Regions from separate parts of the Zea mays genome. Here region 1 is linked to region 2. A link is a contact called in public Hi-C data. All regions are on one chromosome and are shown on one strand. Each heading gives the region's core, a stretch centred on a gene start, on an enhancer-like site or on the middle of the called end of the contact. The rest is flanking DNA. Distances are from core to core; before and after follow the strand shown. Region 1 holds the start of lox2 (linoleate 9S-lipoxygenase2). Region 2 holds the start of LOC100282317.

The links. Hi-C and Micro-C count contacts between places; a contact is called where the count stands out from the background.
Region 1: a Hi-C map of bundle sheath shows a contact between it and region 2, with 2.8 times the contacts expected there. The contact joins the promoter of lox2 here to the promoter of LOC100282317 in region 2. A contact is called at or near these places in 4 of 25 Hi-C or Micro-C datasets (bundle sheath, leaf and leaf mesophyll).

The regions. Positions count from the first base shown.
Region 1 is chr3:173,295,010-173,298,571 of Zm-B73-REFERENCE-NAM-5.0, reverse strand. lox2 (linoleate 9S-lipoxygenase2) reads right to left here and starts at 1,924. Exons shown (of 6, transcript NM_001112503.2): 1 at 1,649-1,924; 2 at 1,085-1,377; 3 at 401-971; 4 at 217-302; 5 at 1-132. The coding sequence starts at 1,859.
Region 2 is chr3:173,089,396-173,092,701 of Zm-B73-REFERENCE-NAM-5.0, reverse strand. It overlaps LOC100282317, which reads left to right and starts at 1,505. Exons shown (of 4, transcript NM_001351129.1): 1 at 1,505-1,870; 2 at 2,829-2,887; 3 at 3,244-3,306. The coding sequence starts at 1,696.

The sequences.
Region 1 (3,562 bases), core at 675-3,174, 210 kb before region 2:
GTAGAGCCGGTTGCTGTCCAGCGCCTGCTGCACGGTGAGGCCCTCCAGGCTCCCCGCGATGTGCGCCTCCGTGATGGTGCTCGTCTGGTCGCCGTACTTGCTCGGATCAAGGGTGCTTTTCGGAGGGAACTCCTGTAACCGGCCGGGACAATAATGTTACTGCTTGTATAAGGTCGACATCCAATTGCTCAAGCAAGACTGTACGTCCACGCTCACCGTGAGACGCCTGATGATCAAGGGGTTCACGCCGGCGAGGGTCTCCCTTGCGAACTCCTCGTCACTCATCCAAGCTTTCTTGTCCTCTGCTTGCGGCGCGGGAGCCCAACAGAGGAGTAAGAGACATTTTAATGACGCCAGAAATTAATGATTCACCAGCCAGCGTGAGATTCAATTTATTAACCTTTGATGATTTTGGGCATGGGGAGCTTGAGGACGTAGTCGCCGCCGGCGGGCATGAGGTCCTTGACCATCTGTAGCGGGAACTGCTTGCGGAACTCCTCGAGGGCGGGGATGTCGGGCAGCTTGATACCGCCCTCGTACAGCTGCAGGATGTCCTTGAAGGAGTTGAACTCGATGCCGAGGAGGTAGCCTTCCAGGATGGGCACCAGGCCGTCGACGAACGCCTTGATGGTGTAGCCGTAGAAGTCGGAGTTCTTGATGTGGCCGAAGCGCTCGTCGCGCGGCACGTAGACGTCGCCGTCGGTCAGCGTCAGCCTGCTCTCGCTGTTGGGGTCTGTCTGCGTCGGCTTCCGGCCCGTGCGGCCGCGGCGCGGGTAGGGGTGGTGCTTGGAGCCGCCGAGGACGGGGCGCGGGTTTTTGGCGTCGGGGTTGCCGAGGTCGTTGTAGACGTCGTAGCGGTAGACGCGGTCGTGCTCCTGGTACGGGCCCTGCTGGTCGTCGCCCCTCAGGTTGCGGAGCTCGTCGTCGCGGTAAGGCTTCAGCGCCGCCGGCATCTGGCTGGGGAGGTACGTCTGCGTGTGCGTACGTCGCATAGAAAGGAGAATGCGTGTGTGTTCATGTCAACCGATCGATGGCTCTGCTCCTTGGTTCGCTAATGGACGGAGACGGACGACGGGGTACTCACGTCGTTGGAGAAGAAGACGCGGTTGTAGCGGTACTTGTACTGCGGGTACACCCATGAGTTGGCGACGAAGACGATGGGGCCGTGGCCGGGGACGTCGTCGATGGTGATGGTCTTGAGGAAGAACTCGGAGGCGTGGTTGTTCTTCACGATGATGGCGCCCGGGACGCCGTGCTTCTCCACCTCCCAGTCGAAGGTGACGCGGAACTGGTCCTCGCCGGCCAGAAGCGGCGGCGGGTGCAGCAGCCACTGCTCCAGGCTCGCCTCCTGACCCACCTTCCCGCGGTTCCCGTTGTCTGCACACGCCGGCGCCGGTCAACGTCAGGGTCAGCGTCAATATCATCATTCAGAGCGGCGTGTAAAATGTACTCCTTGCTACTAGTACCTACTACTGCATACTGTACATATTAGTGTAAATAAAAGTAATTATCCGTTCTTAATTTGTCCAGACTCTAGCTAGATCCGCTCGTTGTCTCGATGGGTCATCGTTTTCGTCGCGATGGTTGTCTCAGGGTCAGCACCCGTAGCCGTAGTTCTACTAGTTTTGTTTTTGTCGGTTTCTCTTACTGGGGTCGACGACGGTGGAGCTGACGAGTTGGCAGGTGACGCCGCGGCCGAGGAACTCGCCGAGGCCGTCCATGAGGGAGCCGGCGATGCTGGTGACGTCGAAGCCGAGCACGGTCTTGCGCATGAGCACCAGGTTGCCCTTGAGGTGCGCATTCTTGTTGCTGCCCGTCAGGTCGCCGATGATCGGGATCTTTCCGATGTTTCCGAACATCTTCGGTTCTTGCTGTGGACTGTGGGTATTTGCTGTGTGAGTGAATGAGTGAGTGAGTGAGTGATGGATGAGCGAGCAGGCCAGCTATTTATAGAGCGGGAGACGAACTGCGGCCTCATGAAGAATAAGATGTCGAGGTTGAGCATGATGATTCGAAATAATAAAACAACGTGATACACGTCTCCGTGTGTGCCAACTACAGTGTATTAGTACTAGTACTGGATGTCGCCGCAATTAAGGCTGGACCTAGTGAAAAACAACGTGCGTCACGTCTCCGTGTGTAAACTATAGAGGACTAGTCGACGTTGGCTCAATTAAGTCTGGATCTACTTACCCTAACAATTCGATTTAATCCGCTCTAATCACCCTCAATCCAATTCAAACCGAACAAGGCCTAACGATTGTTAGGTTATCGATCATACTGTAGACTGTCGTTAGTCTTTATCTGCTGCAATTCATAATCTTTATCGTTAGTTTATAATCACATGAGCGCTACATCAACTTTTTTTATATACTTTTATTTAGAATAAAAACATGATGTTTTATTAAGGAAAAATTCATCAAACGCGTCATTAAGCAACTATAAAAATACACAATTAATAAAAATAACAAAATTTTATATGACTCAAACAAATAAGAAGCAATATAATTTGTAAAATAAAATCTAATTTCTATGGTGCAGATCATCGATATACTTCATTAAATTATTTTATACATTGAAGGACACTTGCAAAGATCATCTGTGTTTTGGGGGAAATAGTTGGTGCTTATCGGGGACCATAATTAGGGGTACCCTCAAGGCTCCTCAATCTCAGCTGGTAACCCCCATCAGCACAAAGCTGCAAAGGCCTGATTGGTGCGATTAAGTCAAGGATCGGTCCATTCGAGGGATGCGATCATGCCTCGCCCGAGCCCAGTCTTAAGCAAGGGCAGCCGACCCCGGAGGATCTACGTCTCGCCCTCCAGCAACGGACACACCTTCGGCTCGCCCGAGGCCCAGTCTTCACCAAGAAGCAACCTTGGCCATATCGCCACGCCAACCGACCAAATCGCAGGGGCATTTAATGCAAAGGTGGACTGACACCTTTATCCTGACGCACGCCCTCCAGTCGACAAAGCCGAAGTGACCGCAGTCACTTCGCTGCTCCACTGACCGGTCTGACAAGAGGACGGCGCCGCCTGCTCCGCTCCGACTGCTGAGCTACTCGACAGAGTGAGGCTGACAGCAGCCAAGTCTGGCCTCAGACGTCATAGGAAACTCCGCTTCGCCCGACCCCAGGGCTCGGACACGGGCTCAGCCCCGGAAGACGACGAACTCCGCTTAGCCCGACCCCAGGGCTCGGACACGGGCTCAGCCCCGGAAGACGACGAATTCCGCTCCGCCCGACCCCATTGCTCGGACACGGGCTCAGCCCCGGAAGACGACGAACTCCGCTTCGCCCGACCCCATGGCTCGGACACGGGCTCAGCCCCGGAAGACGACGAACTCCGCTCTGCCCGACCCAAGGGCTTGGACTCGGGCTCAGCCCCGAAGGACGACGAACTCCGCTTCGCCCGACCCCAGGGCTCGGACTCAGCCCCGGCCTCAGCCGACGGTCTCCGCCTTGTCCGACCCGGGGGCCCGGACTCGACCTCGACCTTGGAAGACAGACTCGACCTCGACCTCGGAGGAGCCTCCACCTCACCCAACCTAGGGCACGGAC
Region 2 (3,306 bases), core at 256-2,755:
AGGATAGGGTGTAGGGAAGGAGCACCCGTGTATTGACTTGCTTCCTCGTATTCCAGCCTGCCTGCCTGACGGCCGGCTTTGTCTCGTCACCTTTTTGACGCCCGATCGAGTCACGCTGTTTTCAGGCCTGATCTGCCCCGACGACGCAAGGAGGAAAATTTTTAAAACAAGTAGCCGCTGATGAAGTTGAGAACTTTAGAATTTGTTTTTCCGTCAGAGATGGCAAATCTGACCTGTCCCGCACCGACCGACGCGTGAAAACCGCGAGCTCTCATTCTCTCATCAATCATCATCGATCATGAGACGAGATGCAATCACCGGACACCGACGGCGATATTAATCTATGGTTAGCCGACCCGACGTGATTAAACAAAGCTAGTAGTACAGTGGTGCCAAGGACGGTGTTCAAAACCAGTGGGCTTCCAGCTCTCAAGTCTGAACCCACGCACCTGCACCTGCATCTGCATGGATTACAGCCAGCGGACAGCGTGTGCATCGCAGGAGCAGGAGCAGGAGCCTCTTCGCTGCATCACATGGCAACACGGCGTGCGTGCCCAAGAAGAAGGGCCGAGCCATGTGGACGGTGGTCGGAACATGCCGTGCTCCCAGTTCTGCCTGTGCTTTGTTGCCGCGAGCTGATCAGTGCGACTGACTAGGGATGGCAGTGGGTAAGGTACCCGGTGGACATACGAAGCCATACTCATACCCACTAGAAAAAAATTGACCTATACCTATACCCACTACCTATCGTGGGTACAAAATTACGCCATACACATACCCACCATGGGTAGCGGGTACCCGTCGGGTACTCATACCCATTAACATTACGATAGACATGATTATTTGAATCACAAAAATAAGTACCAGCATAACAAATGTATCGAACCCAACCTAATTTTATCATAGGTTCAACAATATTCAACATTAAATGGCAATATCATGCCTTCAAATCACATAAAACATAGCATTGATTCTATAAAATTGTGGACAAAATCATGCCTTCAAATCTAATTGTTCAATACACAATACTTAATATTTGAATATATTAGCGGGTTCCCCATCGGACAGCGAGTATGGGGCAACAGAGAACATACCTACGCCCACCGTACCCGATGGGCATAACAAATGACCTAATAAAATACTTATGGATATCAAAATCTGTCATATCCATGCTCTAATAGGGTTTTTACCCATCGGGTTTCGGGTACCCATTGCCATCCCTATGACTGACGGACGAGTGGTGATGTTGGCTGGATTTTCGTGATCGATGAGTTCATGATGGCATGGTGTGCTATTGGCGACGAACAATAAACGCACTCAATTTTCTCAGATTTTCACTACACAGATCGTGATGGTCCAGGGCTCCAGGCTTCAGTCAGATTCAGAGTTCAGAATTCAGAATCTATAGAGATACTCTACTAGTCAGTTCCGAGCGGCCGCACTGGACCTGAACAGCGAGCAATGGAAAATTGGGCCGAACCATATCGAGGCCCGACCGTATCTGCATCTTGCATACAGAGAAGGCCCATCTACGCCGCGGACCGCAGGCCGCTTGTTCACGGCTCGAAAGACCAGGGGAAGCCGGAAACCGCACGGCCGGCCTGCCTCTAGTCGTCGTCGTCGTCGTCGTGGTGGTGCTTGCGGCAGCTCCGGAGTCCAGGCAGCACGCTAGTCGGGGGGCGCGGGGGAGGAGATATGGATCGGTCGTATCTCCCCGTGGCGGCGGCGGCCGTCGCCCTGGTCCTCGTGTGCTGCTCCGGCCTCTGCCGCGGCGAGCGGCTCGGGGCGAGGGAGTGCGAGGACCTGGGGTTCACCGGCCTCGCTCTCTGCTCCGACTGCAACGCGCTCTCCGAGTTCGTCAAGGACCAAGGTACGCCCGGATCGTCCCTCCGGCGCGCGACACCACGCACTCGGTGCGCTGCTGCTGAGTGCTGATTGGATTTCCGATCTCAACCGGGAACACGTAGCCGTAGGAGCAGGGAGGGGTCGTTCGGATCCGAAATTCCGAATATGTCAGCTTTCTCATCTCGGATGTGGAATCTGCGAGGAGCGGTTTGACGTTCGCTGCGTATCTTGCAGGCAGGCTTAGAAATCGGATCACTTTAAATGCCAAACCTTCTTATTGAGGGTGGTTACTGTTGAGAGCGATTTTTAGACGACATACCAACCACGACCTAGTTGACGAATCGTATTAAATCACGAGAGAACTTTAGGATTAGCTCACTGAGCATTGATGGATTTCAGATTTCCCCACGATTCTTTTTTTTTGCAGTCCTGATGAGAGGTTCGTTTTTTTTTTCTTTTAATAAAACTTGAAACGGGCAGCGAAATGGATTTCTGGGATTAGTGGAGGCTTTATGAACCTATGTTGATTGGACTAAAAAACTTTAGGTTTTGCTCTTAGCTCAGAAATTGTAGATCAGGTGGTGCTGGTTATGCATTGTCCTCACTATTTGGGTTAGCCCCCTAGTAGCACTCTATACTCTATAGAACTCTGAACTCGTGTTATCCAGATGATGCGAGGCCTTAATCTGCCTTCTATAAAAGCCGAGCAATATTAGTCTTGAAGACAGAGTCAAAGAGCTGAAGCTACCTGCATCAGAATGGACTGGAAACAACCTTATTGTCACCAACTGAACACTTTAATTTGGAGGAATATATTTTGCCAGCTCTGTTTGTTGCTTCTTGCAATATCTTTTGTTCCAGTTGCTACATGACTCCATTAGTCACAGCAAAGAAACTAGGGGTGGACTCATTTCCACATCTGCTATTTATGCGTTATGCCATATGATTGTTTCAAATCTAAACAACACTTTGGTTCTGTGCAGAGCTGGTGGAGGATTGCCATAAATGTTGCACCGAGGATTCAGATGATTCTATCAGCAAGGTATTAACTATGAATCTCCATGAATTGGCATAAGGAAGACTATATCTTTTACCTGCTGTGCCTTTCTTTGTTTTAGGATTTACAGTTCAAGTTTTTATGTTGGTTTATGTCGATACTGAATAGTTATTGGATCTTATAGGGATGACCATACATGTATCATTTTCAAAATGAGTATCGATCTTTATTGGGCTGAAATAATGACATATGTTCAAGGCATTACTTGAATGTTAGAGGCCCTGAATAGCGCCAGTAAATAAGACTTAAACAGTGCTCTTTTTTTGGATGAGCATGGGTCTTAGAAGGTTCTTTAGTTCTACTGGATATAACATCTGACTGTTTGCTGTTGCCTGTTTCAGCTCACATTTTCTGGTGCAATTATTGAGGTGTGCATGAGGAAACTGGTATTTTATCCAGAAGTT